Linked DNA regions of Lactuca sativa: region 2 is linked to region 1. A link is a contact called in public Hi-C data. All regions are on one chromosome and are shown on one strand. Each heading gives the region's core, a stretch centred on a gene start, on an enhancer-like site or on the middle of the called end of the contact. The rest is flanking DNA. Distances are from core to core; before and after follow the strand shown. Region 1 holds the start of LOC111890724 (serine/threonine-protein phosphatase PP1 isozyme 9). Region 2 holds the start of LOC111890729 (serine/arginine-rich splicing factor SR30).

Region 1 (6,752 bases), core at 1,906-4,405:
AGGTAGCAAGCCTTTGATGAGTGGGCTTATGAGCATCCATGATATTAGACAAGACTTTTGTTTTATGTTCTATCCTTGTTGCTTTAATAAGTGGTTAATATATGATATGTTGATACCCGTTAATGTTTTCTGGAAATAATTTGATGATTGTTGAAACTCTAGTTTTGTAAACATTGACATACACTCTGATATATGGGTTATTACAACAAGATCCGATTTTTCCAAGTCCAACAAGTCCGGAGAGTAATCAAATGTGCTCAAAAGGTCATGGAGTTCTCTTAACTCTAAGAACACATGCAAAATGACCAAAAAGTACCAAAAATTACACATAACAAGATCTCAAGAACTAAAGAGCAAGGTATCAACTTTATACTTATAAAGGTCTAGAAATGGAGTGAGTTTGCTGGATCTACACCTGGAACCACCTTTCCTACAACAAAGGAAACCTTCTTGATCTTCAAGCTTCACCAAAACACCCAAATAAGCACCAAAATTGGTTCAAGGAGAGAGAGGATAAGCTCAGAACACTCAAAGGAGGCCTGTGTTTCTCTTAAGGGATGTTCTAGGGTTGATAGAGGTTGAGAATGACAAATCCTAGGGGTTAATGTGCTTTAAATAGTCCCTAAAACCCTAATAAGTCGTTTATCCCATGTATCTGGGCGCTCTGCACCCCATAAATGGCGCCCTGACGCCTTCAGTATAAATCTACAGCTTTTCAGTTTTTAGATTTTTGTGATTTATTCCTTCAATCTTTGGTCATCACTTTTACATTTCCTTGGACATTAAAATCACCAATCATAGTTTTAGAAAAGCATAGTTGGGACTCAGATGTTACAATTAAAAACTTCCAACACATGTAATCCTCCAATAGACAATTTGGTAAGCGCATCTGCCAATTACTCAAATCAGGAATCGGGTGTTACAATGTATGCCTATACAACCTTAACATCGGTAATTATTTAGTATTTGTAACTTAGCTTAATTAAGAGTCGATCGATTCATGGAGGATCAAATATGAATAGTTGGATAACTGGAAGGTTGCTTTGAATAAGCTAGAAAGTCGATCTCTAATGCATCGTTGGAAATCTTATACGAAAGAGCAAAAGATTTGTATAACCAAGTTGGTGAGAGCTGTTAATATTTTTTAATACCGTATAGCTATACCGTATGTTCCCATATTGAAATGATACATGAAGTTATTGTTTACACCATACGATACGAAGTGTTATCATTTTCTTCATTTGAGAGAGTTAAATATTTTTCATATTCTCTCTTGTTTTTGTTACCGTCATCTTTAGGATTTCAATCTTAGATGTTAGGGTTTTCGTAAACTCTATAAAAAGAGTAGAATATGATTAACCTAGAAGATTATTCCATTTTTTTGTAAGTTTTGTTCATATCAATGAAATGTGAAAAGTTTATTTTTTTATTATTATTTTTATTTTTTTTATTTTTTTTCGGTTCTCCACACAATCTTAAGGTATATCATTTTCTTTCTTAAAAAATTGTTCCTGTTGTAAAAAGGAAACTTGTGTTTAATATTAACATAATAATGCACGTTGATTATGATTTGTTCGTAAAATTTTTAATATTTTTTGATATGATAAAATATATTTTTACATTTATAAAAAGTATAACCTAAATATAGAATAATATTGAGAAATATTGTAAAATAAGCATCATCCAACAAATTTATGGGAAAATCTTGAAGTATTCTAGCATTAAAAACTATGTCAAATATTGGATTATGATTTAATGAGGATGGTATGATGAAAATGTTAAATTTTCATGATTGGTAAGAAATTTATAAGACAATATATATTTATGGCATATGAAGAAGTGTGCCAAAACGTAATATGAATTATAAACACAAACCGATTAAAACTAGCTTTTTAGAAATGGTTCATCATTTTAATGAAATTTGTACAAATGTTTGGAAAATAAATCATAAATGTTAAGTTTATAGTCAACTTCCTACTATGGCAATCAACTTTGGAAATGAAAGTTAAGATTTAATGTGGGATTGGCTTATATGTGTTAGAGATAAATGTTTAAAGGAGTTAATGTACAAATTAACAATGCATATGTAAACATACGACTTTGGATTGTACAAAATAGATTTTCAGAAAGCTAAGTTTAAAACTTGAAGTATCATTCTTATGATCTTGATGTTTGAGCTTACGCCTTGTTCCCGAGTTTTTTTTTAAATTCATTAAAGGAAAGGGAATGAAAATTTTGACAGAAAGAAAGGGAAGTGAAGGAAAATATTTATTATTCCGTGTTCCCGAGTTCGAAGGAAATGAAAGGAAAATTTTAAGTTTTTGTGTTCCTGAGTTAGGAGGAAAAAGAAATTAAAACTTAAAATTTTCCTTCCCCTCACTTTCTTCCCAAATCCGCCCAATTTGGGAGGAAAATTTAAAAGGAAAATATGACTCCAAAATCCTTCCCCTCCCCTCACTTTCCTTCCATTAATGAAACTCGGGAACACGATTTTCCTTCGACACCTTCACTTTCCCTCAGTATCCTCCCATTTCTCTCTTTAAGTTGAACTCGGAAACAAGGCGTTAGAGTTTAATTTGAGATTTGATTTATGGGTGAAATTAATTTACACTTAGAGTTTGATCACTTAAAAAGTAGAAGCATAATCCATAAATAATAAAAGAAATAGTGTTTTCTTATACTCTATATTGTATAAAAGAAATTAGTTCTAATACATTTACTAGACAAAATCAACTTATTTCAAGACAAAACATCAACTATTCCACCAAACTATCTTTACTTTGTCTATGTGCCAACCGTTGGTAAGTTTACAACTAGAAGTATCATATTGTCCACCTAACAATAATGATTACATATATAAGTATTTTGCAAGACAATATGATTATTTAATTAATTAATAAAATGATAATATATATATATATATATATATATATATATATATATATATATATATATATATATATATATATATATATATATATATATATATATATATATATATTCTACTTTGTGTTATATAAATATAGTGATATTAAAACGGGAAGACTTGAGCCGGTTATGGTATGGATAACCTTAGACCGTATCAAACCAAAGAGACGTATAGAGTACGAAGAAAATACGTATACATTGATTACTCACAGACGGAAAGAATTGAAAAAGTGTTCAAGAGCTGCAGGATAACGACATGCCCAAAGACATGTTCTTTCTCTTCTTTGAGAAATACCCACCACACCAAATCTCATTCAACCCCCACCCCACCTCTTTCATCCCTCATCTCTCTTCTAAATTCAATTACTCGATCCCTTTCTCTTTATCTATGTAAATCTTTCTCGATTAACCCTTTCTTAGGAGGATTTTTCTTCTCGTGTTAATAGGTAGGTAGGAAGATAAAATGAGTATGATCGTGATGGACGGGATGATGGAGAAGGGTGTATTGGATGATATAATTAGGAGGTTGTTGGATGGTAGAGGAGGGAAACAGGTCCAGCTATCGGAGGCTGAGATCCGTCAGCTGTGCGTCAACGCCAGGCAAATTTTTCTTTCTCAACCTAATCTCCTGCAGCTCCATGCGCCAATCAGGATCTGCGGTAAGATTCGAGGACTAGTTTTTGTGATCCTTGTATTTTTTTGTATACTTTTTTTTTGGAATCTCGTAATTATGACGCTCAATTGCAGATGGGTATGATGGATTTCTGCCCATGTTCTATGTAATTTTGAGTTCTATTGGGGTGCCCTAATGATCGAATTACTAAAGGGTTTCTTTGTATTTGATCTGATTTGGGGCGGGTTTAGTTTTAATGATGATTATCATGGTGAATCGGTGCCTTTCTTTGAACTATTTGGTTTGGGGGTTTTGTGTTTGTTCATTTTCTCACCCCATTGATGATCTCTACATTTATCCCTTAGAATTTAATTGATTTGAGTGGTTGTAATCCTAAGAGGGTGTTTGGAGTATGCCTTCCGCAAGTGATTATGTGATTATTGGGATAACAATTTCTACAATCTGAGTAATACTTATGATTATTGGATTCTTCAAGGGCTAAATAATCAATTTGATACTAGCTGTAACAATACAAAACTGACTATATACATATACTACTAAAACTACTTATATACTCTTATATTATTTCCTAATGTAGCTCATGTTCTTCAATCTTTGTTAATGATAGGTGATATACATGGACAATATCAAGACCTATTGAGGCTTTTTGAGTATGGTGGCTACCCTCCAATTGAAAACTACCTCTTTCTTGGTGATTATGTTGACAGAGGCAAACAAAGTTTGGAGACCATATGTCTGCTTCTTGCATACAAGATAAGATATCCAGATAAAGTGTTCCTCTTAAGAGGAAACCATGAAGATGCCAAAATCAACCGCATTTATGGGTTTTATGACGAATGTAAAAGGAGATTCAATGTCCGTTTATGGAAGATATTTACAGATTGCTTCAACTGTTTGCCAGTTGCTGCATTAGTTGATGAAAAGATCCTTTGCATGCATGGTGGTCTTTCCCCAGAGCTTGAGAATTTAAGACAAATAAGGGAAATTGAAAGGCCAACTGAAATCCCAGATAATGGGCTTTTATGTGATTTATTGTGGTCAGATCCTGATCCCAACATTGAAGGTTGGTCTGATAGTGATCGTGGTGTTTCATGTACTTTTGGAGCTGATAAAGTTGTTGAATTTCTTGCCAAAAATGATCTTGACCTTATTTGTAGAGGTCATCAGGTAATAAAACTTTGTTTGTTTATGGAAACATTGTATATGAATCATATGAACCATATTATGAATGTTTTTTGCAGGTTGTAGAAGATGGGTATGAGTTTTTTGCTAAAAGAAGACTTGTGACAATATTTTCAGCTCCAAATTATGGGGGAGAGTTTGACAATGCAGGAGCTTTATTGAGTGTTGACAAATCCTTAGTGTGTTCTTTTGAGATATTGAAGCCTCTTGATTATTCAAAAAAGCCAGGAACTTCTAAGTTGCCTCTTAAAAAGGTAAAATTTTAGTTAAGTTTTTGAATAAGATTTTCAACTTTTTCTCAAACTCTTGAGTATTTTCTATAAATGTTTGTTTGAATAGCCACCAAAAACAGGAACAGCATGAGGGAGGAAAAGTGGTGAGGGGATAAGAAAAATCATAATTCATAATGATGAAGGTTGAAGTGTAGAGATGTATGAAGTATGAAATGGATGACATCTGTAAGATGAGGTGATTTAGGGAGGGTAATATACTTAATGAATGCACAGAAACTTACTGTAGTTGGATGCAAATTAAAACACACCCTTTTTCCAGTTGGTTGGTTGTTATTGTTGGAAATATAGATTGAGAATCAGTCATCTGCCTTCAACGGTTTTCGTGTTGTTGTATATTGATTGTAAAATGTGTTTTTCTTTTTTCTTTTTACTTTTGAAAGTGTGTGAAGGATGTTCTTGTGTTGGTAATTTGGAGCTTTAACCTTTGATTTTGATCCCACCATTGAAATGGAAGATGAAAATGGTGTTCATGGTTTCTCTAAGTGGTTTCGAGAAAAGAACCAAAGAACATGTATGTTGATATGTTATGTTACCATGGCATTTACCCTTTTTTATTATGCACTTCAAAAAATCTATTTGGATAAAAGGATTCTTAGGGCTTTTTTTGTTTTCCTTGTAAAATCTTGCATTTCAAGGATGATATAAGTATATATTGAAAGAAGTACGATCTTAAATTTATGGGAAAATGCTTAGAGTCAACAATTTTTTCACAAAAGTCTTGTGGTGGGACAACAAAAAAGTGCAAAATGACAAGCTAACTAAATTAAAATGTCATGTATCTCTAAATTCTAATCCAGCCAAAATGTCAAAAAAGTGAATATATCCATAACTAATAAAGATATAATGGTCGAAACGCAATGTTCTCAAATTTATCCTATTTAATTCTAATGGAAGCGTTTAGACAATTAGACCCTTCAACATTGTTATTCATAGTAGAATTATCAGAGGAATGTTCCTCCGATCTTTGTGCATGAAACCTTAAACTTGATGGTTGGTGACAATTAGCTGCAAAAAGGAAATCGTATCTTCTTTATTTTCAAGACTTGTTTCCTTATCTTTATTGATTTTCCTTGGCGTTTATTTTAAGAAATTGTTATATTATCATGTATATGTTATGACTCTTTAGTGTATGGAATAAGATACATGAATCATTGGATTCTTATGATATCCAATCACGATACAATTATTATTACTTGTCAAAAATGTAATAATTTTAAGATATCGTTTTATGTCCAATGTGTAATAGTAAGTATCAAATATGCAATATTATGTGTGTATTGTGCATGATGAATAGTAGAATCAAACACATGTCCTATATAACAATAATGTAAAATTAGGCATGTCTAATATATGTAATTGACTAACAATAGTTAGTATGTTGTTTTCTGTTTGTAATTTATTTGCCTATATAAAGATCGCTGGTCCTATGAAATAAATAGAATGAAAATTTGTGAAATGTGCTTACTCTCGAATTTGTTTGTTGAAGTTTCTACCTTCTGAATAGCAGATCACCTATCATAAAAATATCATCCAAGAACTCGACAAGCAAACAAATATTATACAATTCAAAGATCACAAACATGTACTCTCTTATTTATCATTTTTATTACTCTATAATTTTTATTTCCCCCCCCCCCCCCCCCCCCCCCCCCTCCCCCCCCCCCCCGGGGACCGGTACATTGGGTAGACTTCATAATGGTCTAAAGACCTACATT
Region 2 (6,752 bases), core at 1,460-3,959, 140 kb after region 1:
ACGTCCTCCGCCCCGGAACGTTTCCGCCTTCGGTTTCGGGGTGTGACAAAATAACCTTCAACACGATAATTGAGTTGTGTTAGTTTAAACTGGTACTGAAAATTATTAATAAGCTCTAACAATTTTCTTTTACTAAGATGTTTAACCAAAACAAGCTCTTTGAATTAAACCTTACTTTTTACTGAATGAATCAAATAAGCTCTTAATTAATTTAGAAAAGCAGCATTAGACACAGTTTTAAATTCCCAGTAAAGTCCAATACTTCTCACAAGCTTGGAAGTGTAAAGACTTTTTTGATCAGTTTATATTAGAGTTAATCCTAACATAGAATCAATCAAATATTCGTTACTTTTACTAATTAATAGAGACAATTACGGATCTAAGCAAATCTAATAACTACAATGATTCATTAACAATTAAAGTTGACAACAAAAACTGAATCAAAATCAAATGTTCAATTAAGCATAAAATTGATCAAACTAAACAGTAAACACAATCAAAAATTGTGCCTAATGATTACTCGCACGAAAAGTCGAGTCGTTTGCGAAACTGAAATCTAGGGTTTTTAGCATGACATGGCTAAAAACGAATTACAAGTAAAAACGAAACCTAATTTACAATTCTTACTAAATGAAACTAAAAATTGAATCGTGTTCTTCAGATCTATGTTTGGCACTCAAAAACCTTTGAAAATCGTCTCTCAGTCATCTGGAATCACAAATTTTTTAACTGAGGTGTTTTAGAAGCCTTTTTATACTTCCAGTCAAAAAGTGGGGATTTCTGCGATCGCATATATGATAAATGCGATTGCATTTTTCGTTGAAATGTGTCCCGAAGTGGCTTAATGAAATACGATGTTGTTTTGGAACTTTTCAAGACTTCGAAGCAAATCTGTGATCACATTTTTTTGATCTTTTTTCTCAGCTTGAATGTTTAGCACATAGAAACCTAGAAGCAAGTATGCGAACATTTCTACGATCGCATAAACAAGAACTACGATCGCATATCTTCCATCTTATCTCGTTTTGGTCGTAATTCTTCCTTTCAAACCATTCCTGATCATTCCTCAGCATCCTTCCTTAGTTCCATCTCCAATCAAGCTCCATTTTCAAAGAACGCATCCCGAGATGTTTCATGTGCCAATGTGCTCCAATTTACCCTGAAAATCATAACAAAAGTGAGTAGTATGGGTATTTTACAAATATAAGGAGAAACATGAATTTTATAATAACATTAGGGAGATAGCTTTTCATAGAAAAATATCGAGAATAACATGCTAAAAGATGCATATAAAATGCATCTAACAAACCTTCCTAAGCTTAGACCTTACTCGTCCTCGAGTAAGGAAAAGATAGGCATCAGAAACGAATATGAGGGAAAAGGGTAGTGAGGGAATAACCTAGACGAAACTAACAACTTAAAAGGAAAACCTAACTAGCAAGATTAACATAAAAATAAATAAGGAATAAAATATTACCCACTCTTACTATTTTTTTTTTTGAATTTTATTGGTTATTGTTTACTTATTTATTAAATAAATATTTAATAATAAAATGGGTCCCACCACTCACCTTCATCTTCAACCTTTATCTTGAATAGCTTCAAAATCAAGAACCTCCCAAAACCATTTCATCTGCCAATCATCATCGTGTACCATGGTATAAACCAAAATCATGCTCTATAGTAGGGCTTTTGCCTACCAAGTTATGATGGAGAAATCATGCATAATTGTGTGATAAATTACCGATTTGTAAATGATGGTGATGCCCAATTTCATTTCCATGTTGCAGGCTTTACCGAAATCCATCGTTTCCGTTGTTAGAAATCGGAAAACACAACAACACCACTTCCGAAAAGATTGAACTCTTGAACTCCTGAATCTATCATCGTCGTATCCCACTCAGAAAAGTCGGATTCAAAGTTTTTACACATTGCTGACAAATTCAAAGCTTTTACACGACGGTGAGATGGGTTCGAAGCTTTCAAAAGTCGACGAGGTTAGTTGGAAGCTTTTAAACACCAGCGAGGTTGGTTCAAAGCTTTTATCAAATGAGAATATATTGAAGGCAACAAGGGGCGTACGAAATCGTCGGCTACCACCAGATTCAAATTCCAATCTGGTTTCCCCGCTGTCACCATCAGATGTAAACTACGATATAGTTCCCTCTTCTCCCTTCCTATGGTTCTAACTTCTCCCCTCTCTTCATTTCATCGAAGCCACCACCATGATTTTTTGGAAATATGTTTTATGATTGTTCTTGATTTTGATTATCCGATTTGTATTTTGTTTTGATTCATGAGGTTTATTCTTGATTTTGGATTTGTTTTCAGGAATCTAACCATGGTTGTCGGTGATTGGTGGTGGATGGCGGTTGTTTTAGTAGGGAATGAGGAGGAGGTGGTGATTGTTTGTTGTTAGTTATTTTAGTGGTGGTAGTTGAGTTTAATCCAATGGTGACATAAATGGTGGTAGTTTAATCATAAATATACAATAATAAATTAAAATAAATACATAAATAATAAAATCAATTAGAAAAGAAATTAATAAGGGCATAATAGTCTTTTTATATTAGACAGGGACCAAACACGCAACAAAAACAAATAATAAAGACCTTCCGGGTTAAAAAATTAAATTAAACCAAACGCATAAATTACCCGAAACCATAACCATATGGACCATTCGTGTAATTTACAATTTTTTAAAACAATATTTTCCCGTTTGTGTATTTATATCAACTTTTTCAAGGTTGTCTTGTTGTCCACTACTTAAAGGAACCCGAACCTTCCACAAGTACGTGTTGTTTATCTGCCACTCCTAGATTTCAGAAGACAGAAGGTATTTCCTTTTGCAATAGTAGCGCAGTCGATCGATTTCGGCCTAAATACCTTTTTAGATCAAATACTCTGCGTCTTTGATTTCCTTACATATTTATATGGATTACTCCGTTAATAGACTTTGAAAATACGGTAAATCGCTGTTAGGGTTTTGCTTGTTCGATTGCTTTCCTCTTAGGATCATGCATATTACGATTTTGTTAGGTTGTTGATTCCTATGGCCTTTAGAACTAAATTTTATTATTATCATAAATTTTTTGAATATAGTAGTTTTTATTATTTTGTAGAATATTATATTTGGGTTTTTAACCTCGAGCATCCTTTCTAGGTTCATTAATATGTTGAATTAACTTCTACAGAACTGTAATGTTTGGCTACTTTGTAAGGATTCACTTTGAATTCTGTGGTTGAATGATGTAAACTGTCCAGACCAGAATTTAAATTAGTTCTTTTAAAACTTGACAAGTATCTGTACTTAACGACATATTATTGGTGATATAACTCATAGTGATTTCCTCCTATATTCGATAATATTAATCTTTCAAATTATCTAAAATCAAGTTGTTATTGTATCAGATCATCACATTTTTTTGCTAAAAAACATGGGTCGCTCAAGTCGTACACTCTATGTGGGTAATCTTCCTGGTGATATTCGCGAAAGAGAAATTGAAGATCTGTTTTACAAGGTTCTCTCTGATCTCTCTTTGTAATTCATTATTTACTTTGAAACCAAGATATCTCCAATTTTTTACATCGATTTTGTATTTTTTCATACAGTATGGACCCATTGTTGAAATCGACCTGAAAATTCCTCCTAGACCCCCTGTTTTTGCCTTTGTAGAGGTAAACTACATATCCGATTCTCTCTCATTCTTCTTAAAAGGATTTTTTTCAACCATTTCTTTTCATAACATTACGCCTTTTTTATTTCATTTCAGTTTGAAGATCCGCGTGATGCTGAAGATGCGATCCGTGGACGTGATGGCTATAAGTTTGATGGTCAACGCTTACGAGTTAGTCAACGAGACCATTCTTAATTCATCAACAACTTAGTTTCATACTTTCAATCATGTTTTTGATTGGTTTCTTTTGTGTTTACTTGCACTGAAGGTTGAACTTGCACATGGTGGGAGATCTTCATCTTCCATAGATCGCCACAGAAGTGGAGGTGGTAGCCATGGGGGAGTATCAAGGCGCACTGACTATCGTGGTTTGTTTATTCCCCTGCTTTGTCTGCTTCTTCTAATAATGATTAATCTATCAAAAACATTTCAAATATTTTCCTAATGATTTGCAGTTTATGTGACTGGATTACCATCTTCTGCTTCATGGCAAGATCTGAAGGTTGGTTTTGTTGACATTTTAGATCAGATAGTTTTGTTTATGTGTTTTCAAATCCTAATTGGATTTAAAAAAAATGTCATTTTAGGATCACATGCGTAGAGCTGGTGATGTTTGTTTCTCTCAAGTTTTCCGTGATCGTGATGGTAAGTAAGTAAGTTGTAGTTATTATTTGTATATGATCCTTCAAATTACAAATGAGGCTGATTATAGTTTTTTGCAGGAATGAGGGGGATTGTGGACTATACAAACTATGATGATATGAAATATGCGGTTTGTTTTCTCTATATAGATGTTTTAAACTTATAATGCCATGCAGCTCTTTTAATAGGTGTTATTGTTTGTTTTAGGTAAGGAAACTTGATGACTCACTTTTTCGGAACCACTTCTCCAAGGCCTACATACGGGTATGAATATGATGTGTTCTTATTTTTTTTTTTAATCAAGTGTTGTCTGGATAAATGTTGTTTAAAAAACATTTAAGAAAAGTTAGGACTTGATCAATAAATTGGTGGTTTGGTTTATTGACAACAGGTGGAGGAGTATGATAGAAGACACAACGAGTCTAGGAGCCGAACCCCAAGTCCATATTATTCAAGAAGCAGAAGTCCAACTCACAGCTACAGCTCTGACAGCAGAAGCAGGTCTCGATCTAGATCTGTTTCTTATCGATCTAAATCTGCTTCAAGGTACCTACCTACTTTAAGAACAATGTTTTTGCTCTTTTATTCAAGACTTTCCCTTTTTAGTTTTAACTTATGATCCACTTTCTTTTTGTCGTCTTCATTTCATAATTAATAATTTCACCATATAGTTGCTAAATGGCTACCTACCACTTTATTTACCAAAACTTTCCCTATCATATTAGTTACAAATAGTCGCTATCGAAAAGGTGGATGTGGGGTTTGATTGTTGGAAGGATTTTAAAAGGGTGCCCTTGGTTTTGGATGCCATGATTGTGAAGGGTTATCTTGTTTTTAATTTTTTAGATGTGGATTCCACGGCGTTCTTGTGGATTCTTGATGGGATTTTGGGCGCAAACTTGATAAGAAAAAGGTAATTAACTGTGGTTAAGACTGGATAAGAAGTGGGTGGATATGAATATTTATAGCATAGGGGAATTAGTTTTGATGATATGGTGAAAGGTGGTGAACTTTGTGTTATACAATCGAAGACCATATGGAAAATATTGTTGTTGAATGTTTTGGGATTCTGGATTTTGTGGCTAATGAATTGGTTTTTTTGTTTTTTTTTTCTTTTATCTTTTATGGAAATTTTTGCAGATCTCCATCAAGATCGCCTACACCATCATCTGTAAGTTTTGGTTTAAATGCAAGAAATAGCAACATACTTCCATTTTGATTTCTCATTATTAAAACATTGTACTTAAGAAAAGTAGTAAAATACTTAAAAGGACAATGCTACAATTGAAAGTACGTTGCTATTTATGTGTTGTTACAAATAGAATCTCTGTTTTGATGGTGGATCTAATTATTTGAGCAGACTCATCGCCATGGTGGAGATAGGAGCCCAAGTCGAAGCAGATCTGGTTCTCGTTCACCATCGGTATATTTATATATATATATATTTTTTCTAAAAAGAATAAAATAAAATTGATGAAGGGTGTACTCAATACAATTATTGAATTATGGCAGGTGAGATCTGATTAGAAGTCAAAAGGTGCAGGAGAAGATGCTTGAAGATGAAATGATGATGTGGCGTTATTTTGTGTTTTTAGTAGCAAAATTAAAAGATGTAAACGTAATTAAACTTTATGTGGCTTGCTTTGTGTGACGTGTTTTGTATCATGACAATCTACTATGTTACTAAAAGCATCTTGTGTATCATGAAACCTGATAAGGCAATCAAGATCGGATTTAATCGGAGTTGAATGGAAATAATATAAAATTAAAATATCATTTAATTCCTACCACAAAAAGAAAACTTCAAAAAAAAAATGTTTTCTTGATTTTCACAAGTGAATTTTACTGTCATAAGATCATACATTTGAAATTACCAGTATTTAGTTTTACTATGAGTTTTCTTTTAATGTTTTCTTGTGTACTTATGTAGATCAACTCTACAAAATTACTCTTTTGCTTTGAAAATGGTTTTTCAACATTCCTGTGTGAAAATGATGCACATTTTTAAGAAAACAATGTCTTTCTGGATTTTTGCAACTATAAGTTTAGTTAAAAAGACCTCATTTTACCATATAAACATTCTATTTAGTTTTTAAAGTATTTTTATTGGTTGAAATTACATTGTTTTTCAAAAAACTATTTATAAATAGTCAATTATAGATTGATTTTTTATAAACGTATCAACAAGGTGAAAAAAACTATTTATAAATAGTCAATTATAGATTGATTTTTTATAAACGTATCAACAAGGTCAAGGTGGCTAAAAGTAGGCATCCGTTTATAATTATTTTTCTTCAAAACTTTGGCGATTTTATAGGGCAAACATCAATTTTGCAGGTTTGACCTGCCAAATTAATGACTTATTTCAGCATTGGTTTAATTTTTCACTTAAATCTTAAAAAAATGCTTACTAGGATTAACCAAATTTATCTT

What was found. A called contact is a pair of places that touch in the nucleus more often than the background predicts.
Region 2: a Hi-C map of leaf shows a contact between it and region 1, with 4 times the contacts expected there. The contact joins the promoter of LOC111890729 here to the promoter of LOC111890724 in region 1. A contact is called at or near these places in 3 of 4 Hi-C or Micro-C datasets (leaf and seed).

Annotation. Positions count from the first base shown.
Region 1 is chr5:308,399,956-308,406,707 of Lsat_Salinas_v11, forward strand. It overlaps LOC111890724 (serine/threonine-protein phosphatase PP1 isozyme 9), which reads left to right and starts at 3,156. Exons shown (of 4, transcript XM_023886806.3): 1 at 3,156-3,587; 2 at 4,170-4,729; 3 at 4,804-4,998; 4 at 5,084-5,351. The coding sequence starts at 3,392. The coding sequence ends at 5,107.
Region 2 is chr5:308,540,874-308,547,625 of Lsat_Salinas_v11, forward strand. LOC111890729 (serine/arginine-rich splicing factor SR30) reads left to right here and starts at 2,710. Exons shown (of 13, transcript XR_006183251.2): 1 at 2,710-2,836; 2 at 3,412-3,521; 3 at 3,613-3,678; 4 at 3,774-3,848; 5 at 3,946-4,045; 6 at 4,133-4,179; 7 at 4,265-4,322; 8 at 4,400-4,449; 9 at 4,527-4,583; 10 at 4,711-4,865; 11 at 5,166-5,490; 12 at 5,680-5,742; 13 at 5,832-6,062.